2 separate regions of the Mus musculus genome follow, and region 2 is linked to region 1. A link is a contact called in public HiChIP or PLAC-seq data. All regions are on one chromosome and are shown on one strand. Each heading gives the region's core, a stretch centred on a gene start, on an enhancer-like site or on the middle of the called end of the contact. The rest is flanking DNA. Distances are from core to core; before and after follow the strand shown. Region 1 holds the start of Ahsa1 (AHA1, activator of heat shock protein ATPase 1). Region 2 overlaps Sptlc2 (serine palmitoyltransferase, long chain base subunit 2).

Evidence for each region. HiChIP or PLAC-seq counts read pairs in DNA pulled down with a chosen protein or histone mark.
Region 2: a contact with region 1 is called in an H3K27ac HiChIP or PLAC-seq map of embryonic stem cells, with 19 read pairs. The contact joins the enhancer-like site here to the promoter of Ahsa1 in region 1. A contact is called at or near these places in 17 of 39 promoter capture datasets (the 3T3-L1 cell line, 3T3-L1-derived adipocytes, the C10 cell line and 12 more), 1 of 15 datasets of contacts at CTCF or cohesin (the NIH/3T3 cell line), 43 of 484 Hi-C or Micro-C datasets (CD8 T cells, ECoMG-derived neutrophils, the G1E-ER4 cell line and 20 more), 24 of 115 datasets of contacts at active chromatin or transcription factors (the 230-238 cell line, CD8 T cells, the HPC-7 cell line and 12 more) and 5 of 9 other capture datasets (adipose tissue, embryonic stem cells, liver and 2 more).

The regions. Positions count from the first base shown.
Region 1 is chr12:87,264,295-87,268,454 of GRCm38.p6, reverse strand. Ahsa1 (AHA1, activator of heat shock protein ATPase 1) reads right to left here and starts at 1,727. Exons shown (of 9, transcript NM_146036.2): 1 at 1,534-1,727; 2 at 110-300. The coding sequence starts at 1,613. It overlaps Vipas39 (VPS33B interacting protein, apical-basolateral polarity regulator, spe-39 homolog), which reads left to right and starts at 2,169. Exons shown (of 20, transcript NM_001142580.1): 1 at 2,169-2,303.
Region 2 is chr12:87,311,545-87,315,878 of GRCm38.p6, reverse strand. Sptlc2 (serine palmitoyltransferase, long chain base subunit 2) reads left to right here. Exons shown (of 12, transcript NM_011479.4): 10 at 1,693-1,828; 11 at 3,052-3,181. Among named protein-coding and RNA genes, the nearest start is that of Ism2, 14 kb to the right of the region's middle. Within about 2 kb of position 2,563, at least 5 of the 459 cell types and tissues checked have an H3K27ac peak or open chromatin away from gene starts, as enhancers often do. A contact at or near this core is called in embryonic stem cells and induced pluripotent stem cells, where this site is marked.

The sequences.
Region 1 (4,160 bases), core at 478-2,977:
ACCGTCTTCTCTCTTCAAGAGTTTGTCAGTGCTCAGAACCTCTCCAGCAAGGATCAGAGCTATGGCAACGGGGCTATAACCTCTTCCCTGGCAGCCTGGCAGGCCTTACCTGTCCAGTTCAGTTTGATGGTCCACTCATAGAAGAAGATAAGTTTGCCTTTCCTGTTGTTGATGGATGCCTCCCCATCAAGCTTGTTCACTTCGGTCACCTCGCACTTGCCCTCTTCATTTTCTACTCGAACGGCCAGGAACAGGGTTTTCAGTTTCTCTGTGGACCAATTTGAAGCATCTCTCTCTGTCCTGCAAGACAGAAGCAGCGCTAAGGGCTGGCAGTCAAGAGGAGAACGCACTGTTTCATTCAGCAGGTGACTGCAAGGTTAAAGGAGGCAGAAAACAACCCAACCCTCTCAATTCTACCCTAGAATGTCCACAAACATGCTACTTTTAGGAATCCAAAGGGGTGGCGAGTTGTCAACAAAGAGAGGTGCTGTGCAAACCAAGTTAATACTTTCCAGTCTTAGCACAATGAGCCTTGACCGTTAAAATGGCGCCCCCATTTGGCCAAGAAGAAAGATGTGACCATACTGCTTAAGTCAGGAGAGCAAAGACAAGCAAGCATTTTTGCTAAGAACTTCAGTTTAAAAAAACAAAACAAACCAACAATAATGCTAGCCTCATTAACAGTGTTGTGTCCCGTTCAGTGTTCAAACTTTGCCCTACACATCCTACATCCTCTAGACAGTGTCACAAAGTCCACAAGAAAAATTACATCAAGTAGAATGTTAAAAAGAGACAGGTTGAAGGGGGAAAAAAAAGACGGTAAAAATCAATTCTTTGCCCTTCTAGTACAGCTATTTAAAAATCAAAAAGCTATAACTGAGGAAAAAAAATATAATGTCTGTAAAGTTCAGTGGCACTCCAAATAACTTTGTTTCCAGAAGATTTCTGAGAGATGAGGCAGCTTCCAAGACCGGTTAGGCTGTAAAATCATGACTGCCGGGCAACCTGGAGTTGTTACAACAGAACTTAACAGTTCCGGGTAGGAGACTGCATTGCGTTCAGCATCCCGAAGCTCCAAGTGCCCTGCAGATCACGTTCCAAAGCTTCTCACGCTGGACTGAGGCAGTAGTCCCCTATGACTTTTGCTTTCACTGTAACCCGCAAACCAACAACTACCGCGCCTGGAGCTCTCGAATTCCCCAGCAGACTCCCAACACAATCGGCAGGGGTCTGGATCTCAAGGACGCCTGCGGCCACGTGTAGGAAGTATCACCCGGCTCAGGCTGGATGCAGCAACTAGGGCACTCTGTTCTCGCTCTGAAATTCCTCCTTGGGGACTCAGCAGTCCATGTCGAACCCATCGCCCCTAAGACTGTGATGGTGGCGAGGGATGGAGGGGACCCCTGCTACAGAAAGGACTCACGCCCAACCCCAGGCCAGGGTTACTTGGGTCCCGTACTCGCCAAGGTCCCAGACACCTCCAACCCCTAGCCTGTTAACAGTGCTCCTGCGGCCTGTCTTGCTGGCCCATACCAGTGCCAGTTGTTGACGTTGGTGGCGTCCGCCCGCTCCTCCACGATCCAGCGTGGGTCTCCCTCACCCCACTTGGCCATCAGCTCACTTATCGCACCGCTACCAGCTCCCAAGCAGCCGCAGCCACAGCCTGAGGACCGCTCGGTCCCAGCCGCCTGGCAGCGCCTGGAAACTACTAGAAGCAGCACAGCACCTCCTGGCTTGCTTTTCCCTCCACCCCAACCCCCTCCCAGCCTTAACTTCCGGCTCCTCCTCGCTCTTACCGGGTACTTCCGTTCCAGCTCGCCGAGCCGTAGGTTCCGTAACTTCTGGCGTTCCTTCCAGCTCTCTCAGTTTATCTTAAAAGCTCTTAAGTCTAGGCCCTCAAGATCCTAATCCCCACCGGCTAGGACACAAAATATTCCTCTCATTGTCTCCTTGGGCCCTAAACCGACCTTGCTGAGCCTGATGGGAGTTGTAGTCTTTAAACCAACCCTTCCGATAACTGCGGAAGGTCATGCTGAAAGTAAAGGAAATGACCTAGCACTATGCGCTAGTATTTCTGGGAATGCTAGTCCAGAAGCCTCGCGGCCCGCAGGGAGGACGAAAGAATGATAGAGGTTATGGAACTACAACTTCCAGGATGCTTTGCGGGTATTCCTTTCACCTTCTTCAGACTCTTCTCCGCTGTCCCCTTCTGCTCTTCTCTATGCCTCACAGCCTGTTTAGAAAGGCTGGTCCAGCGGCTGAGCCTGGCGCTGTCCTGAGAAGGAGCGCTCGGTGTGGAAGAGGTGAGGGTGTCCCAAGCCCCTGTCTAGGCCTCGTGTCTAGGTGAACCCACCCTCTCCGCACCCTTTTCTTTCCCTGTCTTTTCTGAGGCATCCTTACACTCTCACTCCGACCTTCTTCTGTCGGGACCACTCTTGGGAGCTCCGAGATGGGGCTTTCCAGCAAGCCTCAAAGCAGCTTACTCAACATTTGGTTCTGAATATGTCTTCTCAGGCACCCTCTAGGCTCTGGTGTTTGTGGTAGATGCGTGGTTTCCTGGACCTTGCTCCTGTAATCCAATCTCTCAGGTCTTTGTTCTCAAACATCGCCTTAAAAACCTAGCTTAACTTCCAGTAGCTGGTTTCTACAGTACCCTGAGGCAAGGAACCTCTTGGTTGTAGGGTTTTGGTTTTTGGTTTTGTTTTGTTTTGTGTTTTAAACGGGTCCTGTTTTCCCTATGTCGTGTTCCCGTCCTCTCGCATCTGTCCCCCTATCCATGTCAGACTGTCAGTGTACAGGTGACGATAAGATCAAATCTCGGAAGCATTTTAAATCACGTTGAAGCCCGCTTTCCTTTGAGCATTCTTAGAGTTATAAATTGTTACCATTTTACTTACCACGTAAATCACGGTCTCTTTTGTCACTCGAAATACAATGTATCCACTACTGTAAAAAGAGTCTTAAGAATTCTTGGTGAAGTACTAAGTTTGTTAGACATATTCTCTACCTATTTCTAGTTACCATTGTAAAGATCTGTCTAGTTTTCCCAAAAGTGAAAAAAGAAAAGAAAGAGTCTAGGATCCAAAAACCCTGGATTGTAGTTTGGAGTAGAAGTGATTTAGTAAAGTTGTGATGTTTACTGCTTCTGAGCTTTGTTCCCCTGGTCGGTGGGAATCTCCCAGGCTTACCTTTCAGGATCGTTGTGAATGACAAATGAATGACAGTTATTTATGAATTTGCACACATGTTAGAGACATGTTTATGTTCTGTACACATCTTCATGATTTGTGGCCTGGTTTAGAATTTCTTTTAATATTTAAGATTGCTTTTTACAAAAATTTTGGAGGCTGGGAATATAGTTCAGTGGTAGAGTGCTTGTCTAAAACGTGGGAGGCCCGAAGCTCAGTTCCCAGAACTGCAGAAAACAAAATTCTCTTGTTTTATCTAAGGTAGCATTAAGATTAGGTAAACACTTTGCATATATTATCTAGTGGCAGACTAACTGCTATATCAAATACTAACGGGATGTAACCTTACATGTTTATTTTCTGCCAAGCACTTTGTTAGGCTTTCTAACACTATTTATCCTTCACTATTAGCCAGTAAGGCAAGATTGCATTTCTCCAAGGCTTAGAAATGAGCCATTTACCTTTTGACTTCAAGGCCCAGTAAGTGGCCAGGTGCTGTGGAAATCTTGGTACTTATTGGGTTAAACTACAATTTTTACTCTTCCACAGCTTAATTTGAAAAACGTGTTTTGTTTTGCAGAACAATACCTAACTTTGGAGCAGTCATGAGAATAATGTGGGATCTTTTAGCTAATATATATTTTCTTGGTCATGATCTCAGAAGTTGGCCCCATAATTAGCCAAATGATTCATAAAATGATCATGAGTTGATGATACAGGCAAGATAATTCTGCTTTTAATTGCTTTCCTTTCTTTTATGTCAGGCATTTAAAGAACATACTGGAAGAGAGGGACATTTGTTGGCTGTAGTCAGCTGTAGTGTTCCCAGAGCTTAGAAGCACAACTCAGAGGTGGCACTCCCTAAATATATGATAATACATGAATTTGCTTATTCTGTTTGGGGTGAGTGTTGGCTGATTTTTGTGTGTTCAGCAAAATTATGATGAATCCTTACAACATTTGCCTCTCGAA
Region 2 (4,334 bases), core at 1,314-3,813, 47 kb before region 1:
CATCTTATTCACAGTGTAAGAAATCAGGATGTGTAATTCTGAGAACCCAGTTCTCGGGATCCTTATATAACACAACACACCTGTTATTAGCTCTTGTTCTTTGTTAGGTCCGTGTGTAACTTACCTAGTGGTCCTTGGTGTTCAGGGTGAGTAGTCCAATCTAAATTTCAGGGGTTTTCTCTGATCAACCTGAAATTGTTTTATATAAAGGATATTCATTTGGGGCTATGTGTATCCAGCTTATCCAGTATAGTTTTCCACGAGTGGTCGATAAGTCAGTGTTCTAACTCTAAGGACACTGGAGTTAACCTGTGCATCTGACTGCTTGATGACCTTATGAACTGTATCATCCTTGAATTCTAACATGAGAAAATTACTCCAGCCTTCTCTCTTAGTTATCAATATTTTTTACTGTGAAGAAAAACATATTCTTAGTACTCTGTAAGTTAGTCTTTCAAAACTGTTGTCTTGTTTGGCCATCTGATCATAATGTAATGTTCAATACTTCACTAATTATTTATTCAATTAGAAATTAGAAACCATATTTTAATCCCACCAGAGGTAGAGGTCAGCATATCTTTTGAGTTTGAAGTCATTCAGAGCTACATAGAAAAACCAAAACCAAACAACCAAAACAAAGCCAACTTGTGTTTTAGAGGGTAGCTAGATAGTTTTGTACTAGATAGGCTCTTGCTATCTGGTGACGGTTTTATGGAGATAGCAGTACAAAGTGACTCAGAATTTGAGGTCTAACTGACAGTGTCAATGTTCAGATTTGTGAAAGTGTTTGCACCATGGCAGCTTGAAATGATGTTGGTGTTGGGAGACCCAGATTCTATTTTTGGCAGTGCTTCTTCGTACTTGGTAGCAATAAGCAAGGTGAGTCTCCTAGAGTATAGAATGACGGTGATAAGTGTCCTCCTCACTGTCGAGGGTGTGCACAATGAGGTGCTGTGACTGAGATGGCAGAACTTCACAAATGACACCATTTCTTTCTTTTTTTAAAGGGGTGTAGTTGGGATGGAGAGATAGCTCAGTGTTTAGGATCACTGGCTGCTTTTCTAAAGGTCATGAGATCAGTTCCCAGCAACCACATGGTGGCTCACAACCATCTGTAATGGGATCTGATGTCCTCTTCTGGTGTGTCTGAAGACAGCTACAGTGTACTCATATACATAAAATAAATAGATCTTTTTTTAAAAGTGGGGGGAAGGGAGAGTTATAGTGCCTATGTTAGGCAAGTTCTCTACCTCAGAGCCACATCTTCAGCTCTTAGCCATTAACCTTTATTTTGTACGTTACTATAACACTTGCTGTCAGGTCGGGGCTGTGGCAGGCTTGGTTGTAGAGTGCTTGCTTAGTATGCATGAGATCCTAGGTTTGATTCCCCAGCACCAAACCAAACCAAACTGCTATCAGCAGCTCCAGAGACAACCAACAGGCTGCAGAGGAAGCACGTCTATGTTTCTATTCCACACAGGTTGGTGTGGAAGAAAGGAGTATGGTAGCACATGGCTGTAATCCTGGCACTTGGGAAACTGGGGCAAGAATTCCAAGAGTTCAAGGACATTCAGGATTATACAGTAAAAGTTACCTGAAAACAAGAATAAGAGACCCAGTGAGATAAAAAGAAGTCGAGGAAAATACGTATCTTTATCTTCTGTTCCTTAGTATCATTTTGGCCTCTTCTAGGCAAAGAATGTATACAGCAGTTGGCTGAGAACACCAGGTATTTCAGGAGACGCCTGAAGGAAATGGGGTTCATCATCTATGGCAATGAAGACTCCCCGGTGGTGCCTTTGATGCTCTACATGCCGGCCAAAATTGGGTACATTGTGTGGATGGCACAATCCAGTCTGTCGTTAGACAGAGGGTATCGTGGGGCTGGAGTGAGGGAAGAAGTTGCTACACAGGCAGGAATTCTTTTTTTTTTTTTTTTCCTTCCTTGCAAGCCTTTTTGAAAGAAAATGTCACTAGTAGCCCTAGCTGGCCAGGAATTCACTGTATAAATTGAGCTCTGCCTCCCAAGTACTGGGATTAAAGGTGCTACTCCCATACCTGTCATAGGCAGGGTTTTTTTATTTTTATTTTTTTATTCCCAGCCTGTGAGCAAATTAAGGGAAGAGTAAAAATAAGTCAAGTATGGTGCTGGAGAGATGGCTCAGCGGTTAAGAGCACTGACTGCTCTTCCAGAGGTCCTGAGTTCAATTCCCAACAACCACATGGTGGCTCACAACCTCTGAAATGGGATCCAATGCTCTCTTCTAATGTGTCTGAAGACAGCTAGAGTGTACTCATAAATGAAATAAATAACTCTTTAAAAAAAAAAAAGAGTCAAGTAGCCAATAAGATAAAACAGAAAGCATAATTCGGTAAACAAAACAAAATCAAATTAGAATTCCTTTTTCAGTCAAGCTTCAGTTGTAGAATAAGGCCACAAGACAACTGTAATGAAGTTGTATAACAGTTGTAGAATTTGAGTAACCTTCTGACCTACAGAGCCTCAAACGGCCTGTACCCTAGAAGCAGCTTTAGTCCTAAGTAGGTTCTTTGTTTTAGCTTTTGTTTTTTAAATTCCTGGTCTAGAGAACCAGTCCCAGCAGCCAACCACCCTAAGGGCAGCAGAGAGATGTCCCTGTTACACAGGTCCTCTGTCCTCACAGACTGAAGAGGACAGAGGTTATAACGCAGATTTATTTTGAAATCTTAACCACTATTTCCTTTCAGGAGCAGGCCATCACCTAAAGCAAACTTTATTAGAACTGGTCCTTTCCAGTTACATTCTAACAGAGAACTGGAATAACAGAATTTTTAGAACATCAGTCTTGAGTGTTTAAGTGCCGTCAAATACCCAGGCCAGTAAGACCTGGTACTGGCTGCTATTTCTTTTTTGTGGTTGTTGTTTGGTTTTTCTTTTTCTTTTTCAAGGCAGAATTTCTCTGTCTGCACTAGAACTAACTCTGTAGATCAAGCTAGCCTGGAACGAGTGCTGGGATTGAAGGCCACATCACCAAGCAGTCATTGCTTTCATTTCCTGGTTTCCCTTTGTAGCGCCTTTGGAAGAGAGATGCTGAAGCGGAACATTGGTGTAGTTGTGGTGGGATTTCCTGCTACCCCGATCATTGAGTCCAGAGCCAGATTTTGCCTGTCAGCAGCTCATACCAAAGAAATACTTGACACTGTAAGTACCTTTGATCAATACTAAAAGAGGTTGTGTGTGTATCAGACGGTGTAGTCACCTGATGTTGAGCACTTGGGACCTGGCTGCTGAGACAGTGGCAGGCAGTGCTATTGAAAATGGCCCTTTCTAAGCAATTGCAGAGTCTTCCAAATCATCCATCCAATCCAGTTCCAAGTTCTGGAAAACTGGCTTCCTCTGTGTTGCTTGGTGACAGGGTCTCCATAAGTAGTCATGGTTGCCACAGAACTCACTGTACCACACTGGAGATCCTCCTGCCTCAGCCTCCTGGCTGATGGCATTGTAGGTTTGAGCTTCCTCCCTCAGGTCAGCCTCCACCTGCACTGTTGTCTCCTTCCTCTTGGATCTAAAGCTGAAGGTCTCTTTCCAACTGTTTGTAATTTACGCCTTCTCCTTTGATGCTACCCTTACAAGCTCTTCCTCCATGTGTGGCTGCTGTACATTGGTCCCAGCTAAAGGAGCCTTGCTGGGTGTCCCCTTGAGACCTAAGACGCCCCCCCCCCCAAACACACACCCCCCAAATTCTTTAAACTATAATGGTTTCATTGTGGGTTGGTTTGAGGGGAGTTGATACTGTGCTTTTTTGTTTTTCTTTGTTGGGCACAGACTGGTCTGCAACTCACAGAAACCTGCCTATCTCTCTCTGCCTCCCATCACTGAGATTATAGGATGCCAGCTAAGATCCATTAATCTTAATGAGTTCTGTAAACCCTTGTTTTTAAAGTACCATAACAATCTCTTTGACTTTTTTGTTCGTTTTGTTTGTTTTGTTTTGTATTTTAAGACAGGGTCTCCCTATGTAGCTTTGGCTATCCTGGAGTTCTTTATGTAAACCAAGCTGGTCTTGAACTCACAGAAATAACCTGCCTCTATCTTTAGAATGCTGAGATTAAAGGGGTGTGATACCATGCCCAGCTAACATTTTCTGTTTCTTAACACTTTTGACCTTTCTTCCCTGTATATACAAAATGAAATTTCTCTCATTAAACATACATTCCTAACCGGGCATTGGTGGCACACACCTTTAATCCCAGCACTCAGGAGGCAGAGGCAGGTGGATTTTTGAGTTCAAGGCCAGCCTGGTCTACAGGGTGAGTTTCAGGACAGCCAAGGCCACACAGAGAAACCCTGTCTG